2 separate regions of the Macaca mulatta genome follow, and region 1 is linked to region 2. The links are chromatin contacts, called in public Hi-C maps. All regions are on one chromosome and are shown on one strand. The core of a region is the stretch at or near the end of the contact, and the rest is flanking DNA. Distances in the headings are between cores, read along the strand shown. Region 1 holds the start of CDC42SE2 (CDC42 small effector 2). Region 2 holds the start of HINT1 (histidine triad nucleotide binding protein 1).

Evidence for each region. Hi-C and Micro-C count contacts between places; a contact is called where the count stands out from the background.
Region 1: a Hi-C map of fetal cortex germinal zone shows a contact between it and region 2, with 2.7 times the contacts expected there. The contact joins the promoter of CDC42SE2 here to the promoter of HINT1 in region 2. A contact is called at or near these places in 6 of 14 Hi-C or Micro-C datasets (CD4 T cells, blood, cortical neurons and 3 more).

The regions. Positions count from the first base shown.
Region 1 is chr6:140,185,826-140,192,888 of T2T-MMU8v2.0, forward strand. CDC42SE2 (CDC42 small effector 2) reads left to right here and starts at 2,634. Exons shown (of 6, transcript NM_001257601.1): 1 at 2,634-2,778.
Region 2 is chr6:140,087,715-140,094,973 of T2T-MMU8v2.0, forward strand. It overlaps HINT1 (histidine triad nucleotide binding protein 1), which reads right to left and starts at 4,287. Exons shown (of 3, transcript NM_001258104.1): 1 at 4,120-4,287; 2 at 1,605-1,709. The coding sequence starts at 4,230.

The DNA of each region.
Region 1 (7,063 bases), core at 1,384-3,883, 96 kb after region 2:
TTATAAACAAAAGTCTTTACTTTTATTAAAAAAATCAAATTGTTATGTAATCTGTAGCTTTAAATTGTTTTAAATCATAAAGGATAAATTAAATGTATAAAGAGACTTCTATGAATATAACATTGAGCAAATAATTATGCACACATACTCTACAAAAAGTATCATCCAGGCCAGACGCTGTGGCTCACGCCTGTGAGCACTTTGTGAGGCGAGGAGGGCGGATTGTGTGAGCCTGGGAGTTTCAGACCAGCCTGGGCAACATAGTGAGACCCTGTCTACCAAAAATACAAAAATTAGCCGGGTGTGGTAGTGTGCATTTGTAGTCCTAGCTCCTTGGGAGGCTGAGGTGGGAGGATCACTTGAGCCCAGAAGACAGAGATCGCAGAGAGCTGAAATTGCACAGATTAGGCCACTGCACTCCAGCCTGGGTGACAGAGTGAGACCCTGTCCCAAAAAAAAAAAAAAAGTGTCAATTCAACTGAATGGCATTGTGTACTTGACTTTTTTTTTTTTTTAACTGATGAGAAGGGTGTATGAATAGCTATAGCAACTGAAATTATATTGTGCTATTCAATCACGTAATGTTCTGTTACAAAATATGAAAAATCTGAAAATAAATGTTTACATAATGAATACTACCCTTTATAGGTAAATGATAGAAAATTTACTATTTTTCATGGCTGAGGAAGGCATTCACACAAGGTTACTACATTTGTAATTCAAAGGGAGGCTTATAAGCACATATATCAAGTTCAGGAATTTTGTTTTTTTTTTGTTCTAGGAACTTTTTAGAATTAATAGTCTTTATGTAACCTTCCTATACTCTATCATGTTATTCTCATTCAAGAAAATAGGATTGTAGTGTATCATTGGTCAAAAAACTGCATTAAATGTCAAGTAAATGGTTATCACTGTACTCAGAGAAACTGGAAAATCAAAATGCTTATGGTATGATGTAGATAAAGATCTTATGGTTAATTGAAACAGAAACCAAGAGAAAATTTAAAATTAAAAAAATTGGTCATTTTTTGTTGCTTTAGTTTTTTTAATCTCAGGGAATTTTAAAATTTTTCATTTATTCTAGGCACTTGGGATACATCAGTTGAACAAAACAGACAAAAATCCCAGCTTCTACTAGAGAAGGCAGACACTAAAAGCTAAACATATCAAATAAATACAGTCATACCTCAGTATCCGAGGGGGACTGGTTCTAGGACCCCAACCAATATCAAAATCCTCTCAGGTCTATGATATAAAATGATATGGTATTTGCACATAACCCACATATATCCTCCTGTATACTTTATCTCCAGATTACTTATAATACAATGTAAGTACTATGTAAATAGCTGTTATATTGTATTGGGTTTTTTTTTTGTATTTTTAAATTGTTGTATTTTTTTCCCCAAATATTTTCCATCTGTGGTTGGTTGAATCCAGGAACGCAGAACCCATGGATACGGAGGGCTGACTGTGAATTACAAAGATTGTTACAAGGTGGGAAGTGTCATGGGAAGAAAGGAAAAATAGCAAGGTAGGAAAGATTGAGAATTTTTTTTTTTGGAAACAGGTGTCACTCCGTCCAGCCCAAGCTGGAGTGCAGTGACCTGATGATGGCTCACTGTAACCTAACTCCTGGCCTCAGCCTCCAGAGTACTTGGGACTATAGGCATACGCCACTACACCAGGCTATTTTTTGTGTGTGTGTAGAGACAGGGTGTCGCTATGTTGCCCAGTCTGTTCTATTTTGAAGGTACAACCAACAAGCTTTCTTCACAGATTGAAAGTGAAAATGAGAGTATGAGAGCAGTTATGGATGATATAAAGTTTTTGGCCTGAGCAACTAGAAATCCTCGCCATCAACCTAGAATGGGGAAGACCATACACTACTTATTATATTCAAAGTAGTACAGGTTTGAGAGCTTACTTCAGTGGCATTACGCTCTTTCTCTATCCTTTTGACCTCACGATAAAGTTTTGTAGGTATTTTGGTGGACTGCTGGCTGCTAGATAGGAAACTCATGTTTCTGATTTCTGAGATATGTAAAATACACACCCAAAGGAATCACAGAAGTCCAGTACATGTGTAATTTTCACGCATTTCAAATGCCAGGTAGATGATCTCGGCCTTAACCCAGTTAATGACGGATTGAACAATTCTGACTTTTACATGAAAAAGCAGTGGTCAGAGGATGGGCTCTCAACTGCCACTGAGAGACCCCTCGTCCCAAACCGCTCAGCACCCACCCACCCTCGCATGGGCGCGTCCACCGCCCCACAACGTGAGCAGACGTCGCTCCTCCGTAAGGCTGTCCGCTGCCCGGGCTGGGGTGGGAAAGGGCTCCCGCAAGCTCCCGCCCAGGTTTGGTCGCCATCTTTCGGAGCGTCCTTTCCCGCGAGTGCTGCAGCCCCGGATCTCAGGCGTCCGTTAGTTACAGAGGCCAATTCCTAACCCCCGCGGCTCGAATCCCGGGGGTCCCGCCGCCCGACTGCCGACCCTCCCATCCCGGAGGTACGGCGGGGGCGGGGCCCGGCCGGGGGCGGGGCCAACATTGCGGCCGCCGCAGCTGCGCAACGGCGCCCGCCCCTCCAGCCCCTCTAGGGGCGCGCGCCGCCTCTCGCTCCGCCCAACCGGCGCGCGAGCCTGGGCGGGGAGGGGGAGCAAGGAAGCTGCGAGCGCGCCGGGGAGCGCAGCTGCAGGCGTGGGGGCGGCAGGAGCCGCGGAGCCGGCGCTGAGAGGGGCTGCGGCCGGAGCGGGCGGCAGAGACAAAGGCGACGGTGAGTGCAGTGCCAGCGCCAGTCGCGCGTCGGCCCCTACGCCTCGCCCTCTCGGCCCCTTGGGCGGGGTCCCGAAGCCCCGAACCCTCGTCCCTGAGGGCTCTGGGGTGAGCTCGGCCCGGCCCTGCCAGCAGCGCGCTGCGGGCTGTGGGCTGAGCTTGCGTCTCCATTTCAGGTTTGGGCGAGGTCCTTATACCCTAGGACCCTGCCTTAGGTTTTTTTTCTGTTCCCTCTGAGGAATGGTTACACGCTCAGTTCATAATTCACGGCAGGCGGACGGCTGAGGCAGCCAACTGACCGCCTGATGTAAAATGGAAAGGCAGACCCCCTCCCCCCAACTTTTCAGGTCTGGAAGTCGGGAGGGTGGTGCGAGGGGCGGGCGGGGAGGGCCCGGGGTCTCTAGGTGAGGGTCTCGGGGAGCAAAGACACCTGGCTGCGGAGCCCCGACTCTTCGCCGGAGGCGCCGGATGCGTTCCGTCCGCGGGTCCTGCCGCGGTTCTCCCCGGGCCCCGGGCGTGAAAACCCCTGGCCACCTCGTCGCGGGAGCTCAGCTACTCTTACAGGTTGTTTTACCCAGTGCTTGCTGCTTTAAGTTGTGATTTTAGGCAACGGGTGTGGTAGGTAGCGGCTCCTTGATGCCGCATTCACAGCTGAAAAAAACCCCGATCCGCTGACTTCACTGTGTAAGAAACAACACTGGGGATTTCTCTTTAGCTTGCAATTACTTTAAATTATAAGCTTTTTTAGGGGAATTTTGAGGGGTGATGTGCAGTTTACAAAATTTAAATGTTTCGTTGAAGGACCTGGCTTATAGTATGTGCTCAGTAAAGTATTTGTTGAATGAATGAATCTTGAAATATCAGACAAAGCTTATCTCACATCTAGTAAAATTGAGGCACATATCCTCTTGATTATGATTAAGGAAATAATGTCGGCAAACAACATGTATTTTTGATATACGTTTGTTTTTAGTTTTTATCCCACATAACATACTGTTGTGAGTCGGTTCTTACTCTCAATACTATGAACACAGAAAATATATATCAAGTGTGGATTTTCTCTTTTGGTTTGAGAGAGGTTGGTATACGTTTTCTGTTTCTTAAAAACAGGCCTTATTTCTAACCTTTAAAAATAATGGAGAAAAAGCGGGAGTGGGACTGTATTTTGACAACCACCTTTCTATTTAATTATGAATAAAGAAGTTTATGTGTTTTTGAGAAGGGACTGTGGTATGGTCTTGCTGCATTTTGAGCAAAGGAGAACTCTAAATTTGGGGGGGAACTAATGTTGCAGTAATATAATAAAATGTCACCATTTACTCAACAGATATTCATGAAGCACCTGTTTATGGGCTGAGACCTGTGTTGCACACTGTTTCTGGGCACAAGCAAAATCCACAATTATCCTTTTCTTAAACTTGAATGTAAAGTTCTTTCCTTATTATTTATGTCACAAGTGGTGACTGTCTTAAACCCCTAGTGGCTACTTAAGTTGGGAAAGATGGCAGGTGAACTGCAGGAAGTGTAAATTCATAACAACCTTTAAAGGTTAATAAGTAACTTTGTACAGCTAAAATTATTGGATTGAGCTTTTATATTGTCACTTTAATAGAATCTATCTACATTTTAAAACGAAGAGGAAGACATTTAATAAACTAGTGTTTTAATTCTCTCCCTTGTCCCTATTAGGAGACTTTGGTACAGTGTATTTATTGAAGGGTAATGTACTTCTGGTCCTATTTTCTGTAAATAATCTTTGTAATAACATTTTCTATTTTAAAAAACCCCCAAAGATAAACAGTGGATTCCTTTTCTATAAGAAATGTTTTAAAATAAAGCTTCATTTCAGGAATTTTATTTTGTCTTTGTGTTCACCATTTACAAATAAGTGCAATTTATAAACTTGATAGTGCTGAAAAGGGAAGATTATTAGTAATAATTTGTGGTTCCATATGTGGACTTATTTTTTAGTATTTCAACTGTGATAAAACTACTAATTAAAAAGGATGAGATTTGTAGTTTTGCATTTATTCTGAACATAAGGTTGCATTGCCTATTTTAATCTATATATGTGTAAAAAACAGTAATATTGTATTTATTTCAGGAATCCAGACTAATGTGATCCAAAGTCAGTCTTGATCATTATGAAATAATGTAGATATTAATTTTTTTATAGTTAGCTTTTGTATTTAAGTGGGCTCTTTTGACTGTTAATGCTTATAATACTTATTATTGTTAAAGATAATGTTTACATTCAAATAGAACTTTCAGATTTTGGACTTACGGGCTACTAGCTGTTTTTTTTTTTTTTTTTTTGAGATGAAGTCTGGCTCCTCACCCAGGCTAGGGTGCAGTGGTGCGATCTTGGCTTACTGCAACCTCCGCCTTTGGGGCTTGAGCTGTTTTCCTGCCTCAGCCTCCCATGTAGCTAGGATTACAGACATGTGTCACCACGCCCTATTTTTTGTATTTTCAGTAGAGACAGGGTTTCTCTCTGTTGGCCAGGCTGGTCTCGAACTCCTGGTCTCAAGTGATCTGCCCGCCTCAGCCTCCCAAAATGTGCTGTGTTAGCTCTTTATTGTTGTTTCTAGAAATAATAAGGAAAGTAATGCTTAAAATTTAATGATAGAGAATTGTAATACTTTTTCTTTAAATGTATATTTCTCGGAGGAAGAGTTACCTGACAATATACCACTGATAGTCTGGTGTTGATGACATACCTAATTGTAAATGGTAATAGTGATGATAAAGAACAAGTAAGTAAGGTATGATGTGTTAAGTGAAAAGTGTTTGGCTTTTTTTTTTTTTTTTTCCTGGATAAGCACATTATCAGAATTCTTGACAATCAGCAGCTGCGTTAAAATATATTTTTCCAAGAAATCAGCACTCATAATTTATTTATTTATTTATTTATTTGAGGCAGAGTCTCACCCTGTTGCCAGGCTGGAGTGCAGTGGTGCGATCTCGGTTCACTGCAACCTCCGCCTCCGTGGTTCAAGCAATTCTCCTGCCTCAGCCTCCCAAGTAGCTGGGACTACAGGTGTGCGCCACTATGCCTGGCTAATTTTTGTAGTTTTAGTAGAGATGGGGTTTCACCATGTTGGCCATGATGGTCTTGATCGATTGACCTCATGATCTGTCTGCCTCGGCCTCCCAAAGTGCTGGGATTACAGGAGTGAGCCACCGCCCCGGCCATAATTTTTTTTTGTACCTTAAAAATACTAGTGTTTTCAAAGTATTGTTTCTTCCTTGGAGTAGTTCGTAATGTTTTGAGGCTAAATAAATTTCAGGATTATCTTGTGTTATAATTGCTGGAATATTTGAAATGTTGGTGTTTTCTTCATCAGGGTGTATGTGTCTGTTGGGGAGAGGGTAGTTCATTTTTTTGTAAGACCTTTTAGAATGATTTAGAAAGCATTTCTTTTTTTTTTTTTTTTGAGACGGAGTCTCGCTTTGTCGCCCAGGCTGGAGTGCAGTGGCCGGATCTCAGCTCACTGCAAGCTCCGCCTCGCGGGTTTACGCCATTCTCCTGCCTCAGCCTCCCGAGTAGCTGGGACTACAGGCGCCCACCACCTCGCCCGGCTAGTTTTTTGTATTTTTAGTAGAGACGGGGTTTCACCATATTAGCCAGGATGGTCTCGATCTCCTGACCTCGTGATCCGCCCGTCTCGGCCTCCCAAAGTGCTGGGATTACAGGCTTGAGCCACTGCGCCCGGCCTAGAAAGCATTTCTTTTTCCTCAGATGTAATTAATGAAGTGATTAATAATGATACTAACATGGCATATTGCAGCTGTGCTCATATTTGCCTGTGTAGATAGTGAGAGTTTTAATTTAAAAAAGTTTATTTAAATACTTCATAACTAATTTCTCACATTATTTTCTGAGATGGGTTACTGTTATGTTTTCAAGTTCCAGTTGTTTTTTTTAAAATTACGAAAGCGTTTATTTAGATTCCTCATCTGCTTGAAGATGAATCTGGGATATTTTGTTAAGGTTTTATAAGATTTTTTTCAAAATTAAAAATGCAAATTGGTTTTGATCTGCATTGTTCTTATTCTTAATTTTCATGAAAGAAATATTTTAACATTTTATTGAACATTGAATGTTAGTAATATTTTAGTCAGTCTCAGAGGGGGACATAGTTTTCCTGTGCCTTCTTGAGAGGAACTTGAGAGAAGCACATGCATGTGCTTACTTTTTTTTTTTCTTTTTTTTTTTTTTTTGAGACAGTCTGTCTCTCAGACTGGAGTGCAGTGGTGCAATCTCGGCTTACCACAACCTCTGT
Region 2 (7,259 bases), core at 3,037-5,536:
ATAATGTTCAGTAAGTTAGGTGTATTACGTGCATTTTCGACAGACATACAGTATTTTTAACTTATGATGGGTTTATCAGCATGTAACCCTATCTTAAGTTGATGAGCATCTATATAAAATTTTGTACAGCAGGTACCTATACTGGTCACAAAATTTAATTATTAATGAGCAGTTTTAAAACTGGTTCGTAAATGTTTCCTGGCAAACAACTGTCTTCTAAGTAAAAGAGCTGACCTTAAAACACCAATTTAGAATGTTAACTGAGTAAAAATTCACATTTTATTATCCTTATAGAAAAGAGCTGCATTGGAGTAAGAAGCTCTGACCTTAAAATGCCATGACTGTCTAATTATACTAAATGGTAAAAATTTGTATTCTGGGGCCAGACGCGGTGGCTCACACCTGTAATCCCAGCACTTTGGGAGGCCGAGGTGGGCAGATCACCTGAGGCTGGGAGTTCGAGACTAGCCTGACCAACATGGAGAAACCTCGTCCCTACTAAAAATACAAAATTAGCCAGGCGTGATGGCACATGCCTGTAATCCCAGCTACTCAGGAGGCAGAGGTTGTGGTGAGCCGAGATTGTGCCATTGTACTCCAACCTGGGCAACAAGAGCAAAATTCCATCTCAAAAAAAAAAAAAAAGTGTATTCTGAGGTTTTAATGCTACTGCATATAAAATGGTATTTTACCATTAAGTACTCGCTCTAATCTTTGAACTCTGTGATTTGTACAAATATATTGAATTAAAAATTAATGTCCTGAAGTTTCTAAGTTTCAGAAATAACGTCTCACTTTAAAAAGTATCCCCAAGTAAATACAACTGACCCTTGCACAACATGGGTTTGACCTGTGCAGATCTACCCATAGGCAAATTTTCTTCTGCCTCTGCCACCCCTGAGACAGCTATAGCTAGACCAACCCCTCCTCTTCCTCAGCCTACTCAACATGAAGATGACAAGGATGAAGACCTTTATGGTTCACTCCACTTAATGAATAGTAAATATATTTTCTCTTCCTTACGATTTTCTTAATAACCTTTTCTCTAGCTTACTTTACGAATACAATAGGCCAGGTGCAGTGGCTCACGCTTGTAATCCCAGCACTTTGGGAGGCAGAGGAGGGCAAATCACAAGGTCAGGAGATCGAGAGCATCCTGACTAACACAGTGAAACTCCATCTCTACTAAAAATACAAAAAATCAGCCAGGTGTGGTGGCGGGCGCCTGTAGTCCCAGCTACTCGGGAGGCTGAGGCAGGAGAATGGTGTGAACCTGGGAGGCGGAGTTTGCAGTGAGCCAAGATCGGGGGCACCACTGCACTCCAGCCTGGGTGACAGAGCAAGACTCCATTTCAAAAAAAAAAAAAGATAATAGCAAGTGTTGATAAGGATATGGAGAAGATGGAATGCTCATTCATTGCTGGTGGGATACAAAATGATGCAGCAACTTTGGAAAACAGCTGGGCAATTGAAATCTTAATGGTTTTTCTAGTTTTTCCTTAATAATGACCTTAGGAAGATGAAAATGTGACAGCACTTTAAGGACAAAATTAATCTCCCAATTTAAAAAGCAAGAAAATAAATCATGTTAGAAATTTACTTACACTTTCATCATCATCTTCTGCTGCAGAAATCTGGGATATATGTTTCTTGGGTATCACCAGAAAATGTGTTGGTGCTTGAGGGGAAATGTCGTGGAAAGCAAGGCACTAGGGAAAAGGGAAAGAAATAAATAAATCAAACTTTTAGTATATTGGTAGGATAAAACTTATTTCAACAAATATTTACTGAACAGTAACTACATGGGGAGCACTAGATGCTAAGAAAACAGAAGTGTACACATTACGAATGGTGCCGTGATCCTTTCCATGGAAGTTTTTTTGTTTTTTTGTTTTTGAGATGTAGTCTCACTGTCACCCAGGCTGGAGTGCAATGGCAAGATCTCAGCTTACTGCAACCTCCGCCTCCTGGGTTCAGGCGATTCTCTTGCCTCAGCCTCCCAAGTAGCTGGGATTACAGGCATGTGCCATCATGCCCAGTTACTTTTTGTGGTTTTGTACAGACAGGGTTTCACCATGTTATCCAGGCTGGTCTCAAACTCCTGACCTCAGGTGATCCATCCGCCTTGGCCTCCCAAACTGCACCCAGACTCCATGGAAGTCTTATGGGAAGACCAACTTTAAATACAGGTATAATCACCAAAGGTCATACATGTTAAAAAGTAAAGGATAATATGAATGATTATTACAGGAAAAGCCTGATTTAGATTGTTTAGGGACAACAACTCTGCAGTGACATTTAAACTGGGAGCCAATGAATGCATAGAAATTGGCCATGCTAATCCTTGTCTGCCTCTCCAGATCTCCTGCAACTCTTCACGTGGAACTGTCCTTCTGAGCTGTCCGCCCTCAAAGCTTTTTCAGTGATCCTCTCCCCCTCCAAACCCCAACTTCTAACTTAAACTGCTAGTCATCCCGCCATTCCATTCCCAGCACATATATGATTTCTGGAAGAAAAAAGAAAAAAAACAGAAAAAAACCTCTGATTCCCCTCCCCGTCCCATTACTCCCAGGTCAGAGTCCTAGTTGTGCAATTTCCTGTGTGTGTGTGTGTGTGTGTTTTTTCTTTATGATAGCAATCAGTTTTTTAACTACGTATTTGTCTGCTATTTGATTAATATCTATTCTCACTCTACTCAACTATTTAAGAAATATACCTATCCTTTTGTGTAAAACTGAAGAGTACATATATGATACATACTCTTCGGCATTTAGACTATTTAACACAGTGTCTGTAAATAGACGCACGACATTAATATCTTTTTTTGTATCTCTTGCTCACTGCTGAAGTGAAAACTGTTTTAATAAAACCCATCCACACTTATTTGTCTCAGGAGTAATTCTACTGGGTACTCCCTACAAAATGCTGATTCATTTAGACTGCTTCCTGCTGTTATACAGTTGGACTTCGGTGGTTCAAATGTAAATTTTTCAACAACCATTTCTCAAAGGCAACTGCAAACTTTAAAAAGAAATATTTTTTCTAAAACCAAAGAATTACCCCTGAGTAGAGACAAAGTTTTTTTTAAAAATTCGCCTGGAAGAACCTAATTAAATCTTTGATAACGTTTTGAATCTAACTAAACGACACTAGTAGAATAAATGTTTTTCTTATATTTCATATTTCCTAAATTTAACAAAACTGTTTACAAAATTGTTCTATCTAAATCATCCAATCTGCCCAGCTTTATCTGAGATCCAATCCCAAAAATACAACTGTCCACTAAATAATTTACACAATATATCTCAAAGTCACATGGGATTTCACCTACAAGAAGTCAACAAAAACTACAGTCTCAGTCTCTTGGCTTAAAATTACTTCCTGTTGAATATAAAAGGAATCATTCAGCTGTTTGTAGGCCCGACACGTTCAGCGGGAGAGGTCAACCGAAAGCAAATCCCAGACGCGGGCCCACTTCTTCTCTCAGGAGATCGCCTCGCCAGCCCAGGGTACGGCTTGGGGTGGAGACAGGGATGGGGTAGCGGTGAGGTGGCAAACCGCACACCGCGGAGGAGGCCGGCAGGCCCAGCCGGTCCGCGCACCTCCCCGCGCCCCGAGGCCCTGGAGCACAATGCCATGCCGAGCAGCGCCCAGGAACGGCCGGCCCTGGCAGGCCGGCTGTGCGCGGGAGATCGCGGAGATTGGGCATGAGTCAGGGCGCGATCGGGTTTCTCTCTGTCAGGCAGAGCGCTGGCGAGATTTCGAGATTCCTGATACAGGCGAGGTCGGAGGCAGCCGGGGAGCCGGCGGGCTTCCACGCGGGGGCCTCAGTGCGCTCCGACACGCGCCCAGGCCCCGCGGTGCCGCACCCAGGACGCCCGGCGGCCTGGCCCGCGCCCGGGGCAGATAACGAGTAACCGGAGCGCCGGCACGCGCCGGCAGGCCGCCTCGGAGTGCCCGGGCCCTGTCCCCTGGCTGGGGGCCCACTGGGCCAGGGCGGCCAGGTCCCCTGCCATCGCCGCTGCACTCGCGACCCCTCCTGTCCCTCCGCGAGAAACCCGAGGATCCGGGGACGATACCCCACCTCAGCAGGCGAGCGAGGTGGTTCACGGTACCTACCTGGTCATCCTCAAAAATGATTTTGGCTGGTATTTCCTTGCGGATGATCTTCCCGAAGATCGTGTCGCCACCAGGCCGAGCGACCTGAGCCTTGGCAATCTCATCTGCCATCTCGGCCTCTCTCCCGCGCGGCGGCCAGGGTAGAGGCTCGAAAGGAGGGAGGAACCCGCGGAGCGTGCGGCGCGAGAGGGCGCAGCCAAGCCTGCGCCGGTGCCTGCGCCCCAGTGAATCCTGCGCGTGCGCACTGGCGACCGGGGCTGCGAGAGCGGCCAGCATGCCGGAGCTCCGCAGGAACTGCGGCAGGGACGGGCAGGGGGAAGTTCCTGGTCTTGAGCTCCAAGGAGATTGCTAAGTCGTTTTTCTAGCCTCCTTTCTTGTCTCCTGGGGAATGGAGTTACTGGTATAAACCCTTCGTCTGCCTATGGACGCTTGTAGGGAAAGTTGGATACTGTAACTGACAAGATTTGACAATTCAAGTGGTGCTGGCTGCAATTTAGCACTTAGATTATTTAAGGTCTTGCTGCTGCAGCAGATTTTAAGTCCTCTCTTCAGATTTTTTTCTCTCTCTACCAGTGGTTCTCAATCTTGACTACACATTAAGATCACTTGGGGAGCTTCTGAAAATCCCCGTGAACCTGGCTGCACCCCAGATCCATTAAATAAGAATCTTTGGAGATGAGCTCCAGGCATCAGTAGTTTGTAAACCTCCCTAGACTGCTCTTCAAGGAATTTTTCCCGGCAGCAATCAACATAATGTATTAATAAAATGACCCACCTTAAAAAAACAAAACCTTCCTTAATTACCACATCCCCCTCATATCTTTGCTCCTTTTAAAAAAGTTTTCTACATACCGTGTCTGCTTTCTTTCATTTTTGTGTCCATTTCCCTCTTGTCAAGGTCACTAAGGACATCCATTTATAAAATACTATAGACAACTCCAGTTATCATACTAGACCTCTAAGTGTACGTATTAAGAAAAAGTATACCTCCTCAGTACCTTTTTTTTTTTTTAAGATAGATTCTTGCTGTGTCGCCCAGGCTCGACTGCAGTGGCACAATCTCGTTTCATTGCAACTGCTGCCTCCCGGGTTCAAGTGATTCTCATGCCTCAGCCTCCCAAAGTCGCTGGGACTACAGGCACGCACCACCACACCCGGCTAATTTTTGTATTTTTAGTAGAGACAGGGTTTCCTCATGCTGGCCAGGCTGTTCTCAAACTTCTGACCTCAGGTGATCCACCCGCCTCAGCCTCCCAAAGTGCTGGGATTACAGGTGTGAGCACAACTGCCTTTTATGATTACACGACTACTCTGTCTTGGCAAAATTATTGAATGTGGTTCCCTTTAATCTCAAATGTGTTCATTTGGTACTTTTGCTATCAAAGACATTACTGGGACAATTGGTAAAATCTAAATAATGCCTATAAGTTAGATAATAGTTTTGAAGTGATGTTAATTTCCTTTCATAACCACAGAAAAATTGTCAAAATCAGTTGGTCTGGGGTGGGGCCCTACGAGTTAGGTTTCTAACTTTCCAGGTGATAACAGTTGCTGCTAGCCTGGGAACCATACTTTAAGAACTACTGATAGAAGGGAATGTCTTTGTAGGAAAACCCCACTGAAGTATGTAAGGCTATGGGTGTCATGTCTGCAACTTACTTTCAAATAGTTCAGAGAAAAAGTGTCTGTCTATAGGTAAGTAGAGAAATAGAAAAGGATAAAGCAGTTACAATAAAATGTTAACATTTGGAGAATCTGATTGAAAGGCATATGCAAATTCTGTGTATTATTCTTGCAACTTTTTTGTGTCTGAAATTGTCAAAATAAAAAGTTAAAATGTGTGCTGGTTTGGATAATAAAAATATGGTCAGCTTTCATTCCATCTGAAGGCCTTACCATCTGTAGAGTACTGACTCTGAAGTATTTGTCTCTTGACCTACCCCTTCCCTTAATTCCAGACTGGTCTGTGACATACATTACAGCTTATTGACCACCTCCACTTAGATGGCTACCAGGCACTGCGATTTTATTTTGACTGCCTCCACAACAAACAAACCAAAACCTCCTTTTGCAGGATTCTATATCTGCAGTTGGGTGAGCAATTCATCCAATTACTCCAGCCAAAAGCGTTGAAATCATCCTTAAATCTTCTCTCTGTACTTTCAACACACATCACTTAGAATCTAATCACTTACCTCCTCTGCTTCCACTACTCTAATCCAAGCTGCTAACATCTCTTTCCTGGAGTACTTTGAAAGGCTCCTGGTTGGATAACCTCTCTGCTTCCATCGTAGTTAATTTGCCACACAGCACCCAAAATGATCTTTATAAAATATAAATCATAGTAGCACTCTCCTGCTGGTAATATGCTAGTGTATACCATCACAGAATAAAATCCAACATCCTTACCTTGGCTTATAGGGTTCTGTGTGATCAGGCCCATTGCTGCTGCTTCTACCTCATTTCTTTCCATTTCAACCTTATTGACTGGCATCACACAAACTCAGTGTGCTAGGCAGAAGATGCCCATGTCCTAATCCCTGGAGCCTGTGAATGTTACTTTACATGGTAAGTGGGATTTTGTAGATGTGATTAAGTTAAGGATCTTGGAATAGGGAGGTTCCTGCATTATCTAGGTGAACCCAAAGTCATCACAACGGCCCTTGTAAGTGAGAGACACAGAAGAGTGAGAGTAAGAGAAGATGTGACCACAGAGGCACAGGTGAGAATCTGAGATTTGAAAATGCTCGGCCGGGTGTGGTGGCTTACGACTGTAATCCCGGCACTTGGGGAGGCTGAGGTGGGCGATCATGAGGTAAGGCGTTTGAGACCAGCCTGGCCAACATGGTGAAACCCTGTCTCTACTAAAAGTACCAAAAATGGCTGGGCGTGGTGGCAGCTGCCTGTAATCCCAGCTACTAGGGAGGCTGAGGCAGGAGAATCGTTTGAACCCGGGAGGCGGAGGTTGCAGTGACCCGAGATAGCGCCATTGCAGCCTGGTCAACAGGGCAAGACTCTGTTTCAAAAAAAAAAAAAAAAAAAAAAAAAAAAAAACAAGCTCCATTATTGGCTTTGAAAATGGAAAGAGTTGGGCCGGGCATGATGGCTCACGCCTGTAATCCCCGCACTTTGGGAGGCCA